2 separate regions of the Pan troglodytes genome follow, and region 2 is linked to region 1. A link is a contact called in public capture Hi-C data. All regions are on one chromosome and are shown on one strand. Each heading gives the region's core, a stretch centred on a gene start, on an enhancer-like site or on the middle of the called end of the contact. The rest is flanking DNA. Distances are from core to core; before and after follow the strand shown. Region 1 overlaps SYN3 (synapsin III). Region 2 overlaps SYN3 (synapsin III).

Region 1 (5,708 bases), core at 1,335-3,834:
AACCAGCAATATCTCTGAGGTATGTCTGTACACAGTTGTGTACAATTATACAATTTCCCTTTTCTTAAAAATATCTCCTGCTTTTCCAGAAAGAGAAACACAAACAAGAAAAATGAATGGGACATTTTATCTAAGACCTGTGGAAGAGGAAGCCATTTGGTGGCCAAGGTTAACTTTTTTTCAGGAAGTAATGAATCTGTTGCTTTTAATAATAGTGACTGGAAGACCACAACATGATAGTAATGCCTTCTTTCTGATATATATATATATATCAGAAAGAAGGCATTACTATTTTCTTAATATTTATTTATTAATATTAATAATATTAATAATAAAATATTTAATATTTTATTAATATTAAAATTTATTTATTTTATTTTGTTTTTTTGAGATGGAGTCTCCCTCTATCGCCCAGGGTGGAGTGCAGTGGCGCAATCTCGGCTCACTGCAACCTCCACCTCCTGGGTTCAAGCGATTCTCCTGTCTCAGCCTCCCGAGTAGCTGGGATTACAGGTGCACACCACCACCACATCTGGCTAGTTTTTTTGTATTTTTAGTACAGATGGGGTTTCACCATATTGGCTAGGCTGGTCTCGAACTCCTGACCTCGTGATTCGCCCGCCTCGGCCTCCCAAAGTGCTGGGATTACAGGCGTGAGCTACCGCGCCCGGCCTCTGATAGGTTTTTAAGAAGATCCTTAAAAGATTGCAGCGAGACTGCCTGCTTTGGTTTCTTGGTGCACAGGTGCTCTGAAGCTCCATGCTGCTGCCAGAGCAAGTGTGCCCAGGAGGTTTTGATTGCAAGAGAGGATACGGGGCGGATTTCTCTCAAGACCTGCACGCAAAATATCAGAGCAGCTGATATTCTTTGAGAAAGTTAGTTAGCCATTGCCATGATTGCTTTTCATCTTTTTACAATAGTTTGTCCATTCTCTAATAAGTGGTGGAATGTAGTAATGCTGGAAATATTTGAGGAGGAATTTCAATGGCCAAGGTTTTATAGATGATCTTCCCTTTTTCTATCTTTCTTACTCTAGCTGGTTGACTCACAAAGCAATCATCAGGCACCACTCATTGAAATGAATAAACACTTCCTAGGTTTGAAAGGTCTGAAAGGCCAGACTTGTAAATCTACCATTTTCTGCCTCCTTGGGCAAAGCCTCAACTTTTACCTCGCAGTACAAAGGCTCATGCCTATAATCCCAGCACTTTGGGAGGCTGAGGTGGGCGGATCACCTGAGGTCAGGAATTTGAGACCAGCCTGGCCAACATGGTGAAACCCCATCTCTACTAATACTACAAAAATTAGCTGGGCGTGGTGGTGTGCACCTGTAGTCCCAGCTACTCAGGAGGCTGAGGCAGGAGAATCACTTGAACCTGGGAGGTGGAGGATGCAGTGAGCCGAGATCGCACCACTGCACTCCAGCCTGGCGACAGAGCAAGACTCTGTCTCAAAAGAAGAAAAAAAAAGGAAATAATGACATTTTCACTGCAGGACGGCTGGGAAAATAAAAGTGAGAAAATAGGTGGGACATTCCCTGGCACAGTGCTTGGTGCATATTAGGTTCTTAATAAATTAACCTTCTATTTCCCTTCTCCTTTCTTGACTTTTTAAAGAGGTTGACCAACCCCATAGTCTCATTCATTCTGTGAATAAAGTATTCAGGTGCATTTTCCCAGAGCCCCTTGTGGGAATCACATGTGGATCCCTCGGTGCATTTCAGCACCCTCACTGCATGCTTTCGCGCAGTGGCTCGTCCTGGGTCATACCTTGCGGAGGTGGGCGTGGCTGGGGCTGTCCTAGCTGAGGCCCCAGCTGGGCTTGCCCTGGGGATTTCGCTGATTTAATCTGTGGAGCCTAGAGCAGAAGAGAAAAGAAGCCTGTTGGTATCACCACAGCCCTTTATTTCCTGGGTGAGAGGGCAGCATTTATGAAGATCTTTTTATCATTGAGAAGAGACTCTTACACATAAAGTGTACAGTTCTGGAGTATACAGTGTAGTGAAGTTCTATATGTGTATACGTCGGTGTAACCACTGCCCAGATCAAAACAGAGGGCATTCTCTGCGATGAAGCCTGCCCCGTGCCCCTTCCCAGCCAGCAGCCCCGTCAGTATAATAACTACAATTCTGATGTTTGTTATCATAGATTACTTTCTGTGGGGAAATCTGGGCTGGGAGGTGGAAGTTTGGGGACTTGCTTTTACATAAAGCTGGGGAGCTGGCAAATTCTTTGGAGAGCAGTCTGGTACTCCATGGTGGGAACTGTGGAGGGGAGGAGCGACGTGGGATCTCATTGAGGTTGGGGAAAATGGGAGACACAATAGCGTCCATTGACTGGTTCCCTGGGAGCACACAGAGGGCTTGTGTGTCCATATGCTCTCGCACACGCACGCACACACATCCTGCTCAGGCCCAGCACCGAGGGCACAGAAGGGACAGCAGTCAATCATCTCTGCCCACAGTGCCCAAAGGCCATTTGAGACAAGATTGTTCTCCCCAGGATGGTGAAGAAGGGAAGGGGCCTCTGAAAGCCTCCTCAATTCACTTACTGGGGCAGGCTGTGAAAGCTCTCCCCAATGTCTGGCCTTCGTCCACACCCCCATTCCTTCTCCCCAAGGTGGTTTCTTCCTGGGGGTATCCCCTTTGGATCCAGGGGCTCCCCATTTCCATACAGCCTGGCATTTCTCATGGCTATAAAGTCTCCTTTGATCGTGAGGGTCTTACCCAAGGTCTGAGGGGGGAGGGCGCTGTGCCTCCTGGCATCGGGAGCTGGCTCATTTTGGAGACAACAAGGTCGGCCATCAGCTGTCTGTCCTCTTCCACATGCTCTCCAATCAGCGGCATTGAGCTGTCCATTACCTGTGGGGAGGAAGGGAGAGCTGAGGGACCCCCATACCAGGAGAGATGGCGGTTGGGCATCACATCCCAGAAGTGGGGGCTCAGGGCTCAGGACAGAAGTGACCACCAGATGGCGATGTCCTCCATGCAAATCACCTCCAGCTGGGACTGGCCGTCAGAGACATCAGTTCCCTTCGGTTCAGTCTAAACCACTCCCTGGAGGTAGTTCAATTCGGCCCACGTTTGCTGGATGACAGCAATGCGACAAGGGCCAGGGAGCCTCTGCCGACCTTTTCTGTGCTTTTCTTTGGGGAGCCGCTCTCCGCCCCCTCCTTTCTCACCCTGGCCCCCTCCCAGGGTCGGGGCTGGCCACCTCTCCTTTGGCCCCAGGTCAAGGCTGCTTTCCACAAAGCAGAAACAGTAAAGGTGGGGGCTTGATCATGACAAAAATATGACGCGGGCTGGAGTTGACCCAGGGTTCAGGGGAAAGAGGGAAGAGGAAAGGCCTGTTTTCCGGGGCCCTGGCAAAACACAGGCGGGAGGGAAAAGCATTCCACAGGGAGCTGGGCTGTTCTCAAAGTGCTTCTATCGGGAGGAACCTGAGGGATCCGAGTTTCCCCTTCTGCTGTTTTTACACATAGAGCAACTGAGGCCCAGAGATGGGAGGGGACTTGCCCAAGGTCACACAGGCCAATGCTCCACGTGATTCCCTAGGCATGGGAAGCTATGGGAGATCTGGAAGGGGTGTCTGTCAGGCCTTGGCGCATCTGCGAATCAGCTGGCCGCGTCACCCTCTCTGCTCCACTGCAGGAGTCGGCGGCCTGCATTCACCCACGCCACCCCATCAGACTCACCGTCTTGTCTCCCCTGTTCCCACGCTCTGGACATATTAGGTTTTCTCTCTCCTCCAGGTTCTTATGTAATCCCTCTACCCACTCCTTACCTGGCCAACTCCTTTCATCCAACAGGGAACAGCTAACTAGGTCTTCCTCCAGGAAGCCCTCTCTGATAGGGCAAGCTCTGACGAGCCACCTGACATCTGTATCCTGCCGTTCTCACCTGGTTTCACACGGGACAGCTTATCCACAGCACTGTCACCCCTTGCTTACTATGTCTCCACCACCAGACTGGGAGCCCCCAAGGTTAGGAATGGGCCCTGTGTCCTGCTAAGCAGGTGCGCCCTCCACAGACACCTGTTTAGTGGAGGAATAAGATGCCCTTGTGATAAGCCCGGCTCATAAGGATAAGGATACTAAGAAGCGCCGTATTTTATGGGGCATTTCCTACGTGCTACGCACTATTCTAAGCATTGGGTGTGGAGGATCTCTCATAAACCTCAGAATAGCTCTTTGAGGCAGTACTATTATCCTCATTGTAATCATGAGGAAGCAGAGGGTCAAAGAAGTGGCAAGGTCAAGGACACAGCACTGGCAACCCATGGTCCTCCCGCTGCATCAGGCTAATTCCTACCAAGCATTGGAACAGCACACCAGGGTAGGAATTGAGAAGAGGGAACCTGGGTTCCAGGCTTGGCTTCTGCTGTGGATTTGCTCTGTGATCTTGGGCAAGTTTCTTTTCCTCTACGGGCCTATTTTTTTTTTTTTTTTTTCTCAACAGTGAACTGAGGGATCTGGGCAGCTGCTAAGACCCTTCCAGCTGGGACCTGTAGGGATCTGTGAGTTTAAGCACCCACTTTGATTAGGAAACTGAAAAGCTAGCTTAAGAATGTGAATACTGGCTGGGCGCGGTGGCTCACGCCTGTAATCCCAGCACTTTGGGAGGCCGGGGCGGGCGGATCACGAGGTCAGGAGATTGAGACCATCCTGGCCAACACGGTGAAACCCCGTCTCTACTAAAAATACAAAAAAAATTAGCCGGGCGTGGTGGCAGGTGCCTGTAATCCCAGCTACTCGGGAGGCTGAGGCAGGAGAATCGCTTGAACCTGGGAGTGTCGGAGGTTGCAGTGAGCCAAGTTGCTCTATTTGTAAGAAGAGCAGAAGGGGAAACTAGGATCCCTCAGGCTCCTCCCCATAGAAGCACTTTGAGAATAGCCCAGCTCCCTGTGGAACGCGTTTCCCTCCCGCCTGGGTTTTGCCAGGGCCCCGGAAAACAGGCCTTTCCTCTTCCCTCTTTCCCCTGGCGACAGAATGAGACCCCGTCTCAAAAAAAAAAAAAAAAAAAAAAAAGAATGTGAGTACTGCTTCTAGCAGAGTCCTGAGCTCTGCACAGGTTGTACCTGGGACTGAGGCCTCCTGGATCCCAGCGCCGCAGACAGGGACAGTCTCTCAGTCACCACTGGCTGAGCTCTGACTGTGGAGTCTGCTGCGAAGGTACACAGGCTTGCTGCACCCTGCCTGTCCTCTCTCCCCCTGCCCCTGCCCACCCCATTTTATTCTGGTCTCTGTTTCCTACATTCCCTGCAGTGGAAAACAGCCACCGCAAGGAACCTGAGGTTCATTTTGGAATCCCCACGGTAGACACAGCCAAAGGAAGTGGCCACCCTCATCTCCCCAGGGAAACATTTTTCCAGTGAGCAATGTCATTCCCCGGACAAGGTCAGAGAGGACAAGTTCAAGGGTCTTTTCCCCTGAGTATTTCACTGTGAGCCTCTTCACAAAACATTTCACACACATTTTCAGTTCTCACCACAGAGATGGCTGAAGAAACCAGTGTTTTGGGATCTCTTCTGCCTTTTTTTTTCCCTTACTGGGGGAAAATACCTTTTATATTTCTGGTAACAAGCTTCCCATCTCCCCTGACCCCACTCCAAACTCAAAAGCAAAGGAAACAACTCTGCAATGTTTCTGCGAGGAAAAAAAAATCTGAAAAGCTATCTTTCATTTTTCCTCTGGAACATTCTTGGGAGACA
Region 2 (5,708 bases), core at 1,808-4,307, 130 kb after region 1:
GGTGGTCGGTGACGAGCAGGTGGGAGATCCCTGGGTAGGCTGTGCTGGCAGCACCCTGTGCTCATAGGTGGTGTTTGACTTCCCCCAACCCCGCTTTCGGGTGGATGGGTGAGAGAAGCAAGTGTGGCCCAGCAGGCTGCAGAGTGAGCTGGTGTCTGTGAGAGGCAGGGGTCCTCCTGGAGACTGGGCCTTGGGTCAGCGAGGGACATGCTGACCCTGCCTTGGCAGGTTAGAAGCTGGACAGCCAACAGCCCTTCCATGATGGCAAAAATACACATCTCTCACGCTCATTGAAGGCTTTGCAATTTACACAGGCTACAGGATGACTGTGGAGTCGCCCATCCCATCCATAAGGCATTTCAGGCAGGTACCATGATCAACAGATGCTATTACACCCCCATTTGATGAGTAAGGATGTTCATGGTGACAATGGGATTTAGGGTGAACATGGGGTCAGGATGTGTACAAAGATGAGGGTGCACTTAACTTCCCCTACTGCTAAAAAAGGGACGTTGAGCTGGAGCTTGAAGAATGAGCTGTTGTCCATCTGAGGGAGAAGGCAGAGAAAGGACATTTCAGGCACAGTGAACATGTGTGAAAGGATGGGGGCGTGAGGAAGCATGTTATATGTAGCGATAATAACAGGAATGATTGCTAACATACATTGCGAGCATACCACATGACAGGCGCTTTTCGGACTTCACATACTGAACTCAAATCCATTCTCACAACAGCCCGGTCTGGTAGATGCTAGCATGAACTCCATTTTATAGATGAGGAAATGAAGGCACAGGGAATTAAGTGATTTCCTTAAGGTCACAATGAGAGCAAGTGGTGAAGCCAGGACTGGAACCTACTTGAGGGACAGGCGTCCTAACAGTGTAACCAAGGTAAGTAAGGGCTAGGCAGGAAGGGATGAAGTATGTAGCTAAAGAGTTGGAGTGGGGTGATGATAAGGGAAGATATTTAGATTTTATCTAAGAGGCAATAGGGAGCCATTGATGGTCTAAGCAGAAGAGTGTTAGAAAGGTCCATGTGGCACAGGAAAGAGGGAAAATTGAGAGAGAGAATGAAGCCACGAAGAGTGTGCTGGGGAGACAGCCAGATCCTTTATTGTTACATGTAAGCCAGATTGCTTCTTCCATCTGGGTAACCATCACCCACTCTGGAGCTCAACTTCAGAACATGGGTTATACTATTTCACAAACTCTTCCTGGGAGACAAGAGCTCCACCTGGACCTGTGACATGACTGGTACCTCCCACATCACATTCTGTGCACCCAGTAACTGCATTTGGCTCTGTTTTCCTTGGATTGCTAGACATTCTTTACCTCTTTATTTAATGCACTAGGTGGTGTTCCTTTTCACCCTAGGAGCACAGGATAGTATTAGAGTCCTTGAAAAGGTGTTTCAGATATTCTTAGTGGGAAGCTCTTCCACTGGGTGTGACCCTGGACAAATGCCTCCTCCCTACTTTTTTTGCTGCCTGCCTTGTTTCTCATATATACATGGGCAGGCAACCTGGATTCTGCCAGGCAACCAGGTGGCAAGTTGACCCGCCCACCAGTCCCAGTTCTAAAGAGTGGCTGTGTGACTTTGGTGAAGTCACTGTGTCTCCCTGGGATGCATCTGAGAGGAAGGAGGCTGTACTAGACAATACAGGCAATACCTAAACTGTCCTCCAGCAAATCATGTTTGCTGTTTCCAGAATCTTTACTTCCGAGAGTCTAATTTTATTCAATGGTTCAATGTATATTTGTAGAGTCAGGCATGGTGCTAGGGATATGGTGGTGCAAGATAGAAAGAACCCTTGCTATCGTTCTCACTGATCATATTCAGTAACTGATCCCATTGAACATCCATGCATTGAGCACCCATTACCTCCTGGATCTGCTGCTAGAGGCTATGAGAGGCATAGACAAGATGAAGATATGGTGCCTGCTCTAAACTAGCTTTTCCTCCAAGTTCACCTCCTTAAAGGGAGACAGCCAGCTGAATGTGGTCAGGAGGACTCCTTAAAAGGCGCTCCTTTTGCTCATCACCTGTAACTTCAGTCAAATAAGTAGCCGTGCCAAACCTGGTTTCTTTGGGGCATGGCTTCCAGGTCTGCGCGTCTCTGACACTTGCCCCAGGTGCAGCAAAGTTGCGAAATGGACACGGCTCCGTATGCCCACCAGATGGCGGCATTCTAGCATATTCCCTAACAGCTGGGGTCATTGAGAAACAGCACCCTGTGTTGGTGGAGGGGAGAGACCACTTCATCTCTAATCCAGGGCCCATTCATACTGATCTTCTGGAAAGTTCTGGGGTTAAGGGGCTGGCGGGGAAGGAATGGTGGTCGGGCAAAGGAAAATGGCGCTAAATGCTCCATCCAACAAACATTTCTGGCTGCCTTCTGGAGCTCCCCTTGTCCCCAAGTCTGCATTTGGTGATAAATTTGCATCATTACTTATTTACCTGTCATTCTCTTTTGTCCAGTTGGCGCCATGTCTATTTCCTCTTGGGATCCATGGTGCCTATGCAGAGTCTGGCCCAGAGCAAGGATTAAGGCTCTTGGTCGAAAAAAAGTGAAGCTTATTTTAAGCAAGAACTTAAAACAGACTCTCACCTAAGGACCACCACCCAGGCGAGGGCTTCTTGGGCCATTAACATCCTTGACCTCAAAGATGGAAATTGCAAGATGGGAGACTGAGAGTGCCGTTCAAGGTTCCCTAATGTGAGCCATTGGAGACATGGCTGGGATCAACTTTAACCTATCTCTGCTCAAAAGGTGTCAACCTTGTCCACATCAGCCAGGATGTCAAGGTGGAGAGGATAGAAATTCCAGATCTGGCTGAGTCTAGTGTCCACCAGAGAAAACTTTGGCCTTTAATCTGGGATTTTTACATCGTTTTCTTCTCTAACAGAGGGAGAGAGAGGGGCATGACTTGGGTCCACCAATTGGGACAAGCAGGTCCAACCTGCTTCTCTGCTGTCTTCAATTCCATTCAGACCCCTACGCCCTGCTGCCTAGCACCTCCACCTTCCCCTCTGGGGCTCCAGCAAAGAGGAAGGCAGTCAGAACCACTCCAAAGGGTCCAATCTCCTTGCATTCCAGCCCTGGCCAAAGTCAGCCCGGGAACAAGTGGAGAGCCCCTCTTGAAGGAAGTGATTCAGAAACCATGATGGCCTGGCGGCCCGCCGTGACTCACAGCACATCAATGGGGGAATTGTCTGTAGAAGCCGAGAATTCCAAAGCTCTTTTCTTTCCTTTCTTACTTACTTTCTTTTTTTTCTTTCTTTCTTTCTTTTTTGCCCTCCCCTTGGCGGCATTGTGCAACAGCAGGGCTGCCCAGAAACATGTGGTTTTCATCATTGGCTCCACAGCTGCCCTAGAGCACTGTGGAGAAAATAAGATGGAGAGGGAACAGGATACAAGGGGACCTGTTGCGGTCAAGCAGGGTCCTTCTCTTTCCCCCCACCTTTCTTGTCAACACCAACATCCTCAAAGAGCATCTGGAACGGAAGGGAATAGAATTTTGGATCTGGGAGAAAACTTAGAGTATGTCTCATCCAATAACTCTATGTACAGATGAGGAAACTGAGGCCTCAAGAGGGGACGTAAGTGGCTTGGCAAATGTCCACAGCCAAGTTGCATCTTGCATCTTGCTGCAGTGACTGACTTTTCTTAGCCTCCAAGTCAGGAAATGTAGTTTGACAAAGGATACTTTTTTTCCATGGAATGTGACAGATGAAAAGTCATACCAAGTTTAGTTCTAAATCTCTCCATTGTCCCTTTCCCCTTATCTACGAGTCTAGGGAGTCTGTTTTACCCAGAGTCATCTGTGGGGACACGTGCAAAATCTAAAGGTCTTTTTGCAGTTGTCATCTGATTGGTCATCTCTGTAGCATGTGAAATTAATGCCCACGGGTTTCCAGGTATTCCCCCTATGCATCCACTCCTACCTCTGCAACGTCTCCTTTTCGGCATTCTTTTCTCCTCCCTTGGCTCTCAGATGCCTTAGTTCTATAGGGCTGTCTTATCTTAACTCATATCCATGTTCACGGTTTCAGTGGCTATCATTCAGCTGAGGACTCCCAAATCTTATCTATAGTCTGTTCATCATTCCTGAGCTACAGACGTGTACATACAGCTGCCTTCTCAGTGCCTTTCTTGGATTCCCCAGACGGAACTCATCATTTCCCTCCATAGCTCTTTGACTACTTTGATTTTATTACCAAGTAACTATGGGACCAATATAGTTAGTGTTCCAAAGCACATGCTTTGGCATCTTATTGACCTGGGCCTGACTCCCAGATATGCCATGGGAGTGGGGCTATGGGGCTTTGGCCAAGTTACTGACCTTTCCAAGTTCCTCATCTGTAAAATGGGGATAATAAAAATACCTACTTCATAAGGCTGTCATTAAGAGGAAATGAGTTAATACAATAGCATTAACACAATGCCTGGCACATAATAAATACTCAATTACTGCTGAGCTGTTATTTTTATTATGTACCTCAGCATCCTCCCAACTTGAGCCACACTGAATTCTTAGCACTTAAAATATTTACTGACCACATATGTGTTCCAAGCACTGTGCTTGGTATAGAATTACATGAGTGGATAGATGAATTTTCTGTTTTAAAATTGCCTTACAAAGTATCCCCATTTTACAGATGAGGAAGACAATCACTTTCTAAGAAAAGCAAACAACCAACCAAGAGATTCCCTCATGTTCCTTCTTACTAGCCAATAATTTATACTGAATATGATGACACAGAAAAAAAGAAAAAGGTAGGCCAATTCATAGTTCACTTTTCTTTTAGTCCTTACTTACTCAACAGTAAGCCTCAAGTAGAGGGGGTTGGAAGAATGTGTGTGCATCCAGAAGTGAAATAAAAACAGTTGAGTTAGTTTTGTGTAGCATGATGGTTGTGTAAGAGGAAACCCCTTTCGCTTGGCTCTCATTTTCTCTTGCTGCCGCCATGTAAGACGTGCCTTTCGCCTTCTGCCATGATTGTGAGGCCTCCCCAGCCATGTGAAACTGTAAGCCCATTAAACTTGTTTTTCTTTTCTTTTCTTTTCTTTTTTTTTTTTTTTGAGTCTCACTCTGTTGCCCAGGCTGGAGTGCAGTGGCGCCATCTTGGCTCACTGCAAGCTCCGCCTCCCGGGTTCACGCCATTCTCCTGCCTCAGCCTCCCGAATAGCTGGGACTATAGGCACCCACCACCATGCCCGGCTAATTTTTTGTATTTTTAGTAGAGACGGGGTTTCACCGTGTTAGCCAGCATGGTCTCCATCTCCTGACCTCGTGATCCACCTGCCTCGGCCTCCCAAAGTGCTGGGATTACAGGCATGAGCCACCACGCCCAGCCTAAACCTCTTTTTCTTTATAAGTTACCCAGTCTCGGGTACGTCTTCATTAGCAGTGTGGGAACTGACTAATACAGCATGTAGGAACTATGAAATATGAATTGTGTAATTTTATTGATTCTGCTTATGAGTTCAATGTTTTCATATTTGCATTTAAAATTTTGCATTGCACAATGTAAAAGTAAATGGTAAAATCCACGTGAATAATGTAAAATTTCATTTATTTATTTTACCTAGAATGATATTAAATATCAATTAAAACAGCATTATGAGAAGTCAAGAGAGAGATAGTGGAAGGAAAGAAAAAGCTTTATATTTAGTATCTTTAACAGCATTCCCCCCGCTACACTGC

The links. Capture Hi-C pulls out chosen DNA fragments and counts their contacts.
Region 2: a capture Hi-C map of stem cell-derived neural stem cells shows a contact between it and region 1, with 4 times the contacts expected there. The contact joins two enhancer-like sites. A contact is called at or near these places in 2 of 7 Hi-C or Micro-C datasets (induced pluripotent stem cells and stem cell-derived neural progenitor cells) and 1 of 1 other capture datasets (stem cell-derived neural stem cells).

Annotation. Positions count from the first base shown.
Region 1 is chr23:34,624,592-34,630,299 of NHGRI_mPanTro3-v2.0_pri, forward strand. SYN3 (synapsin III) reads right to left here. Exons shown (of 14, transcript XM_054675522.2): 11 at 2,726-2,860; 12 at 1,770-1,857. Among named protein-coding and RNA genes, the nearest start is that of BPIFC, 55 kb to the left of the region's middle. Within about 2 kb of position 2,585, at least 9 of the 24 cell types and tissues checked have an H3K27ac peak or open chromatin away from gene starts, as enhancers often do. A contact at or near this core is called in stem cell-derived neural stem cells, where this site is marked.
Region 2 is chr23:34,757,269-34,762,976 of NHGRI_mPanTro3-v2.0_pri, forward strand. All of the region lies in intron 6 of SYN3 (synapsin III), which reads right to left. Among named protein-coding and RNA genes, the nearest start is that of TIMP3, 140 kb to the right of the region's middle. Within about 2 kb of position 3,058, at least 3 of the 24 cell types and tissues checked have an H3K27ac peak or open chromatin away from gene starts, as enhancers often do. A contact at or near this core is called in stem cell-derived neural stem cells, where this site is marked.